Linked DNA regions of Acanthopagrus latus: region 2 is linked to region 1. A link is a contact called in public Hi-C data. All regions are on one chromosome and are shown on one strand. Each heading gives the region's core, a stretch centred on a gene start, on an enhancer-like site or on the middle of the called end of the contact. The rest is flanking DNA. Distances are from core to core; before and after follow the strand shown. Region 1 holds the start of ccnl1a (cyclin-L1a). Region 2 holds the start of LOC119004470 (protein mono-ADP-ribosyltransferase TIPARP).

What was found. Hi-C and Micro-C count contacts between places; a contact is called where the count stands out from the background.
Region 2: a Hi-C map of muscle shows a contact between it and region 1, with 2.7 times the contacts expected there. The contact joins the promoter of LOC119004470 here to the promoter of ccnl1a in region 1. A contact is called at or near these places in 2 of 4 Hi-C or Micro-C datasets (both in muscle).

What each region holds. Positions count from the first base shown.
Region 1 is chr2:20,511,261-20,516,024 of fAcaLat1.1, reverse strand. It overlaps ccnl1a (cyclin-L1a), which reads left to right and starts at 2,614. Exons shown (of 10, transcript XM_037082803.1): 1 at 2,614-2,942; 2 at 3,195-3,269; 3 at 3,978-4,087. The coding sequence starts at 2,697. LOC119010587 (a long non-coding RNA gene) reads right to left here and starts at 2,753. Exons shown (of 3, transcript XR_005072009.1): 1 at 2,621-2,753.
Region 2 is chr2:20,650,006-20,654,525 of fAcaLat1.1, reverse strand. LOC119004470 (protein mono-ADP-ribosyltransferase TIPARP) reads left to right here and starts at 2,087. Exons shown (of 7, transcript XM_037071396.1): 1 at 2,087-2,402; 2 at 3,529-4,520. The coding sequence starts at 3,554.

The DNA of each region.
Region 1 (4,764 bases), core at 1,365-3,864:
CATAAACACACACACATACACACACTCCAGGGAGTGGCATGTGTGTGTATAACTAAGCCCTTGTTCGTCACTGGGCGTCCCTGAACGCCTCTCTCCTGCGTCGTTATGGTCGTTCCGGAATTCTGCCGTCCCGTGAGCCCTCCCACACCCTATAATTAGTGTCACCCGGGCAACCGGAGAAAGAATGCTCAGTATTCTTGTCATCGTGGTAAGTGCGTAAGTGCGAGGGCCGGAGGTGCTGGTTGTAGGTGTCGGTTAATGACAGGGACAAGGAGACCTCAGTCTGCCACCTCTTGCGCTGTATTAGTAAAAAACCAAGGAGGTAAATCTGTGTGTGTCCTCGAACAGGTTGTGAAAGTAGACCCTTATGCTATGTTTGCATTATTACAGCCAGACACTCACATGCACACATATATATGAGCTCAGGAAATAACCAGCCATGGCAGGATTGAACTGTCAGTGGAGCCCAGGGTCAAAATTTGCTCTTAGGCTCCTACAGAACACCACATTTCCTCCCACTGTGAGTGGTGTATGTACAGTATATCGCTGTCCCCATGCACACTGCACACAGCCCTAACCCTAACCCACTTAAGTGTGGTCGAACTTGAACCCTGAGCCACTGCAGCGAGGACAAAGCCTCTGCTCTGCTTGTGGGTCACCATGCTCTACCATCTGAGCTAATGGGACCCCTGCAGTGCTTCACTGAAATGGGGCTCAACCAAAAACAGTGAAAACCACTAAAGTCTCACCGAAGATCAATTTTTTTAGGGGAAGCCCTGAAACCGAAAACTTCACTGAGAATTTAATAATTTTCAATTATCCCAATCATCATTTTCTTTCATTATCGTCTCTAAAAATGATGCGTTCATGTTAAAGCACATACAAAATATTTGCCGATACTGATACATCTGTGATAGTCCAGAAACCAGTGATACAAACTAAATTTGTTAAAGTCTCATAAGCATATTTTGACCTCAGGCCCCTTGACAAGACTAGACCTCAGAATTGTGCAATAATTCTGTAATGATCCGACACATTGAATATCTTACTTCGGAAGTGCACATCAACTGTTATCATCTCAAATTTGCAAGTTAATCAAACAACTGAAAACCACATCACATGCAGTGAAATGTGGACTTGCACCGAAAACACACAGTCCAGTACATCACACACACACTACAGCATTGTGAGCCCAGTGCAGTCAAATATCGCATTCGACTGAAACGCAGCATCAGGTCAGAGATGGAGGACTCAGTACAAAGTGAATGAGTCTTCACAGAATAAACTGTTCAACCTCAGGAGGCCTGCTGCTTCACACAGTACACCCAATTATCAGAACGCTTGATGTGCCTTCAGTTCCCCCTGCTGTCCGTTTTCAGTGACTGCAAGGCTAATGGCTAAAAAAGGAAGAAAAAAAGAAAGAAAGAAATCTTGGGGGTTGAAGAATGAGTGAACACAATGTTCCTTGGACTGCTTCATATGGAGCTCCACCTTTCTTGACACAAACGATGGCATGGAGCTGCACCTTTATCTTTAACACCACCAATGGAGTCTTCAAACTCAGTTTGCTCTTTGCTCTGCTCTTCCTCCCTAGGTTTATGTTATATCAACATAAATATTTCAAAGTTAAAGTACTGAGTACATCTTAAGGACGTCCTGTCCTCTCCGTGTAAACTAGCCGTTCAAATACTGATTTCTAAATAAATCAGGGGCATCGCTGCTTTTCTTTTTTTAAATGGGCGGATGGATATGTTCCAGACGTATCGGTGAGAAGTCCGGACTTTCCCGTAAAATACGTCACAAAAACCGTTGGTGGTGAGTAAACTTCCTTCTGCTGCCTTCGGGTGATGTCGGAAATGACATCTACAGCTTGTGTTGCCAACACGTGATGTGACGTTTAAGGAACACATGGGAATATAATTAAATGGCAGAGCTGAGCCTCCGGAAAACAACAGCTGCAATAGGTTGACTAAATAAACTGAGAAACGCGAGTCATACGTGCCTAATACACAGTTCTGGTGTTTTGTCCATAATTGCGGGCTCAGAGAGTCTGTGATGTTTTATTTCGACAACAAAACTGTAGAAAACTGTCTGCTTCATTTGTCATTATTTATAAGGTTAAGGATACTTTACTGTCTCCCATGAGAGACAGCTGTCTTGGATTAAGAGAACTGCTGCATCACACCACACATCGCAGTAAAAAAAAACAAACAAACAAACACAAACACACCTTTTTACTCTCTTAAAAACGTTTGAAGATTAAAAACATAAGTTTGCGTATGACATTGAAGGTAGCAGTAGCTCATTTACCATTCGTAAAGCGGAAACAATAAAAACATGATCGCCTATCATGTCGATCGATCTGTTCGTTAACTATTTATCTGCTGATACCGTTATCAACTTTATTTAGACTGCGCTCGAATGGTAATCTATAGACAGGTGAGATAAAAGAACACATCCGAGAGAGGGTTAAGTACGAACCGATTGATTGACAGTGCGAGTTTTGATTCATATTACATTTCAGTACAATTCGTGTTTATTTTGTTCAATCGGTCAATATTACGGAACTATTTGCCGCCGCGGATGTGCAAAGTCTTAACAGGATGGTGACGTCACGTACTTTGTCAGTCTCATTGCTCCGCTGTCGTTTCGTCGAGGCCGGGTGAGCACACAAGCTGTAAACCGCTCCTTTTTGGATGAAGATGGCCGCTGGTCCTCTCTCTGTATCTTCCAACGCGTCCACAAACAACGATGGCATTCTCATCGGTGACAAAGTTTACTCGGAAGTATACCTTACAATCGACAACTCACTCATACCGGAGGAAAGGCTCTCTCCGACGCCGTCGATGCTCGATGGCCTCGACCTGAACACGGAGACCGACCTTCGCATCCTTGGTTGTGAATTGATTCAATCAGCGGGCATTCTTCTCCGGCTACCTCAGGTAAGACCTCTTGAGTAGTTATAATATTTTATATCATACATGTGTGAATATTTTCACAGCGAGCGTGAGTTGATAGGGGTTTTTTCCCAGACCACAACACGACACAGGCCGGTTGTTAGCATTTCGTTAATGTTAGCTTAGCTCCTTGACGTTGGCGTGGTGGAGCTAAAATGGCGGCCGTCCATTGTGCAAGGTTAGGCCAGCTTACACAAGACAAAGTACAGACGTAATGCTCTGCGTTTTCCTCGACAGGTGGCAATGGCAACGGGGCAGGTTCTTTTCCATCGGTTTTTCTACTCCAAATCATTCGTCAAACACAGCTTTGAGGTAAGTCCTAGCATGTATATGAATCGTTGTCAGGCCAATGCTGAGCATTTAACGTAACGTTAGCACAGCATAACGCTGTGGTTACGTTCGTGGCAGCCATATTGGCAATACGTTCTCACAGAGTTTATGACCAGTTTCGAGACAAAGAGGGGGAGCCTTTGAGGAAACGAAACAGTTCACGAGTTCAGTCTTCCAAAAAATTAAACCATAGAACCCGAACATTAGTACTTTAAGCATTATCAGAGGCGCCAGTTTATGTCCAAATGTGTAATTTTAACACATCTATCTCGCAGTCAGTTTTTAAACGTTTCCTGGTGGTGGTTGGTAAGCTTAACTTTCCGCCTCACTCCCAGATACGTACACATTTTTATCAATCTGTGTAATATATCGCTATGTAGCTCTAATTGGAATTTGTCAGTAGAGTATTTGTATGTTGATAGTATAAAAAATGTCAGTATTGCTTTGAAACAGACAGATTTACATTGTTTTTACCTCAGTGGGTTATCCCTTTTTAGAGATGAGAACTGCCATTATTTGAGCAGGCTGCATATATGGCGGGATCTCTTTAGTAAATGAATATCTGCTGGTTGGATATTTCATCCCTGTGCTCAACTCTACTTGGCATTCATGGGCATTGTATCTCTGGTTGTGTGTCCAGTTATTGAACTCTCCCTTCCTACCTTTTTGCTTCAATTATCTTCTCTCCAGATTGTCGCCATGGCTTGTATCAACTTGGCCTCCAAGATCGAAGAAGCGCCACGACGAATACGAGATGTCATCAATGTTTTCCACCATCTGAGACAGATCAGAGGCAAAAAGTAAGCATCGACATTGAATCTAGTTTTCATTTACTGCTGATGATAAAGAATGTTTTCAATTATAAGCAACATGTTGCATTGCATTTGTTTTTTGTGTTATTAAATATGATGTATGTTGTATGATGATCTGTTTGTCTGTGAAAGTGCCCTTCTGTTTATCCATGTACTCTAAACCATTTTAAAACTTTTCAGTTTCCGCTTCACTCGTAATCTCAGAGTGTAATTGTCTTCATATAACATCAGAGTAGTTTGACAATACACTGGAATTGATACCCCAACACACTCTTAAAATTGAGTGCATTTTAAATATTGTAAGACAAGGCACCACTGCTTAATCTTCTGTGGTGCCTTTGTCTTCGTAGAAATCTGTACATGTCAGTATTATAGGCCTTGGAATTAACTTGGCTTCTTTTTTCCCTTGCAACCAACTAACAGCGACCAGCTACATTTACCAAACCCTGGGTGATGTGGAATGGTACGTAAGACGAAGCAGTCGGCATGACAACCATGATGCAAGGGGGTCTCACCTCCCCCAGGGTCACCCCACGCCCTCCTGTGGGAGAAGCCCGTGGTCTGAGCCACCGTTGGGCACTGGGATCGGGGATGACAGGTTGGCCGAAGGTCCTTGGCCCCCGGGGCGCCTTGAGGACTCCTGTGGTTCAATCTTAAGCTTTGGG
Region 2 (4,520 bases), core at 838-3,337, 140 kb before region 1:
ACAAGTTTCATGTTTAGTCTCATGCGAAATGATCTGGTGCGATTGAACATCAGGTTCCTCATGGACTGTAGTTTCACCTCTTTGCAAGAAATGTCATGAGAGGAGTGACAAGATCATCTTCAAGCAAGACCCTGCAAACAAATTATTAACACATTTCCTGTCAGCACACATGATCTTTTGCTTGAGACGAATACGTTTGCTCAAGTACCGTATTTATATACAGTTTTGATTGCTGATTAACATTAAATGCTGGTTACCAATTTCTAATGAGACATATAAAGGGTTAATAATTGATAACTAATGCCTTTGTCATGACGTTAATTATTATAGCGCATTATAGATAATAATAGGCCGATCATTTCCGTGCCATGTAGAAAAATCCATTCGTTGGGTGAATAGGGTTTTTAAGGAACCAGTCCTCAAAGTGCATTGTTCTAAAGTCGGAATAACAACCAGGAAAAAAATAGGCACCTGCCCTTGGGGGCTTCATACCCACAGGGTCTCTAAAACCCCACTTCACTGCAAGTCAATTTGTTCAGGAATGTGCACCACTGGAGTCAAACATTAAGAAGGGTCTGGCATTATTACCTGATAGTAAACTGTCTAGTGGGGGGATCTCACTGTTGTAGCATTTAAGGACCTTTAGATTGTGTTCATGTGATGCATGTTCCCTAATAAATAATGTGTTTAAACTGATTCACAAATAGAAAACCTGATGCTGAGTAGTACTGGTCCAGTATGGGACTGGTTCTTTTTTGCTTATTTGTGTGCAGTCTAGTTAATGAGATCGGATGGGTCACTAGCAGAGGTGTGGACTGGATTCATCGCTTTGATGGCTTGAAACTTGACCTGATAGAAAATAGATTACTTGAGAGTGGACTTGGACCTGGAAGTTAAACACTCATGACAGAACTTGACTTGAGACACGACAACTTGAACGACTTGTCTGTGTTCAATTTAGGTTTTTGCTTAGTTTTCCAAGTGTTTTTTTGGTATGGCTGTCAGTATTTCTCTGTTTTAAAGTGATGGGGAAGGATTATTTTGATTGAGAAGAAATTTAGATAACAAATAAATTAGCTTTTATGAAGTGTTTTCTTTTTGGTTACATGACATGTATCGACCTAAATATCAACGATTACAATCCAAACTGAATCAATTGTCATAGTGTTTGAGCAGGTTAGAAAGGTTGGCCAATAACGTTAGACAGACACTAACACTGTGTCCTTTCTCTTTATAAAGATTAAATACTGCAGGTTAGACTGCAGAATATTAGAGGGTAAAAAAGTGGCTTGATATGCAGTAACAAAGGACTCATCGTGGCTCGACCTCACTTGACAGAACTTGTGACTTGACTCGACTCAGACATGAAAAAATTACTTGGGACCAAAACAGGGGCTCAACTCCTTTTTTCCCCTGGGGCCCTTACAGGTAAACACATCACACATCTAAAAGTGCATTATGAATTATATAATGATACATATGTACTCACCTAAAAACAATTTTAAAACATGGGTTTTACTTGTAGTGTAGTTTTTGCATGTTGAGGTATTACTACTTTTACTGAAGAAACTGTCTGTCATGGATATGTGAAGTAATGAATTTTTTTTTTTTTTTGTTGCTTTTTATTACTTCCAGGACCCCTGAAGGTCCCCACACCCCCATGAAGCTTCTTCAGCCAGACTATTCTCTCTCTCTCTCTCATTCTTCCCCAAGGTTGAGGGTAGGAGAAGGGGCCCTGTCCTCCGTAAAAACGTGGGAGACAGGAGGTGCACGGTCCTTCCACCAGAAATCTCTCCCCTCTCTCATCCTGCTGGTAAGGCATGATGATGTATGCTTTTAATTTTGTATTTGAAACTATGAATACAGTTCGACCACCGTGGGTCTTCTTCAGGCCGAGGCACACAAAGAAATGAAATAGCTGTGCTGGCAGACTGTCAGGTGTATGCCTTCTTCTCTCCCCCAAATGTTAGGGTGAGGGATAGGGTTAACCCTAACCCGTCTCTCCCTCCTCCTCCCCCCCCCCCCTCTCTGGAGCGAAGCCCCGCCCCTGACCAGGTTGCGAGGGGGCGGGGCCTGGCTGTACGGAGCCTGGAGGCAGCCAGAGCGTCCTCTCGGCACAGCTGTGCTTCCCCACTCTTTGTCGGCGTCTGCTGCTTTCTCCTGCGCTTCTCTATCCGGCAGAAGGATACAAAGAGAGAGGCGGACAGCATGAAATAGAGACGGAGCATGAGAGCGGCGGAGGCAGCAGAGGGACGCGACAAACCCAGCCGGACTACAGTCTAGTCCACACACGGATACTATTATCTCCGGACTGGATACGGAGCTCCGCCGATGTACGCACTGGATTTCACCCACCAAAGAGTGTCGAGACCGGGGGGAGAGGGGCGGACTTTATCGCGCAGGTAGGGGTTTTTTTTGTCGGAGAAATGCGGTCCGAGGGTTGTTCGTCTTTTTGCCTGAAGCTTGACATTCGCTCCGGGAGAGCTGCGCGATCACTGAGAAAAAAAAGAAAAAAAAAATCACCCCGGCCGACTACTGCAGTGCTCCGGTGTTCGGCTTCGGAGAAGTCCCGCACATCTCCGGGTCGGCCGGAGGGAGTGTTCGTGAAGCGGGGGGAGAGCTGCTGGTGGAACCGGGGAGCCCGATGTAGCTTTTGTCGCTGCTCCGCCGCAGTGCCTTGTGTGTGTGTGTGTGTGTGTGTGTGTGTGTGTGTGTGTGTTTCGATTGTAGCCTACGTGCAAACTTGCTCGGGCAGCGATGTGTAAGCGGCACGTAGACGGCAGGGGCCGCGTATCGGACTCCCGTGATCAAAATATATGGTCCCGGGAGAGAGGGGTTTTGTTACAGTGCTGATTTTATCGCTCCTGCTCGGAGACGCAGCTGTAATTGCAGGCATGACGTTAGCAAAGAGACCAAAGACCGCAGAATAAAGAGCAACAAATACACTGATTATCTGTGTATCCCCGTGTTTTTTTGTTTTTTTTGTTTTGTTTTTCCTCTTCCCTCCTCCCTTCATATGATTAATCTGAGGCTGCTGACTCCGTGCTCGGGATTAGGTAATATTTTTCCGCTTCAGCTCTTCTGGCTGCGAGCGTGAACCCGTCTCTCCTCTCTGAGAGCGGAGTGACTCTAACAGGCTACACTCCTGTAACACTCCTGTATGGGCTCATCTGATAATGTGCCTGTGTCAGCAGATCATTATGGTGGATGCTGCTGCTGCGTTATTCCTGTTCTATCTGCAGGGTCATTACGGGATCAGACCCAGCCTGTGGCTGTTGTCGGAGAGGTTAGACAGGTTTCGTTTCGGCACACAGAGCGAGGGCTTTCTTTTCTCTTTCCTTTCCAGGAAAGGAAACATGAGTTTTCACGGTTATTTTTATGGCATAATTGCGCGTCCGAGCAGCCTGTTAATCATGTCTCCATGCGCCAGGGTGACTTCACCTTGGGAAACTAATATTTGGGGATTATAGGTGTTAAGTTTAATGACTGTCCCTTTCTTTCTCTCTCTTTCTTTCTCTTTCCCCTCAGGACCGTCGGGCTGTGGTAGCTAACCATGGATAAAACTTTGCACATTCTCCAGAAATCCGCAGACGGTGTGCCGACTGGGATCTCGCTGGATATGAGTCTGAACATGGACGAAGGGGAGGATTTCACCGAGCAGCAGATCGTGGGGCTCCCGGACAAAATACCTCTGGTGAAACCTTATTTCAAGAAGAAGCAGAGGAAATTGGACGCCAAATGCCTCCACCGCGCCCTGGAGGATCCTATACTGACCACTTTACTGAGCACGGACACGCTGGTCTCCGGGGACGGGGTGTTTGTTCCCCGGAACCAGCCGGGCCGGACTCCTGGCACCTTGTGCGCGGCGGCCGTGGTGAAACAGAACTGTATGGGCCAGGTGTGTCTCAAAGACCCAGGAGCCGCCGACGATGCCACAGCTGGAGCTGGAGTGCCGGGGCTGATGACCCGGGACGGTGATGTGGAATTAGCCGATACTACTGCGGAGCTGGAGGAGACCGAGCGGCGAGGGGAGCGACCCAAGATCACGGATCCCACCCCCGACAGCCGCTGCTTTCAGCCTAAACCTGGCCTCAGGGCGGCTGGGAGCACCGTGACAATAACGCCCCCCAGCAGGGATATACCTCCCGTGGTGGCACCCCAGGCTCCTCACCAGGAGGGGGGCATCAAAAGCAATGACCTCTTGACCCCCGGGTCCAAGAGCCCTCCAGTCAAAGACCGCTCAGGCCTCCAGGACCCCCATCCCCTCATCCTGCAGCCCGACAAAGGAGTGCTATTTCAGGATAAAAGTGAGGAGGCCTCCCTCGACCTGGTTTTCGAGCTGCTCACCCAGCTCCAGTATCACACGCATCAGTCGGACTCGGTGGACATTTGTGTGGATTTCCTCCAAGGACAGTGTGTTTATGGGAATGACTGTGCCCACCACCACACCGTGCTGCCCTTCCACTGGCAGATCCGCAGGAGCAGTAGTCAGACGTGGCAGAGCATAGCAGACGACTCCC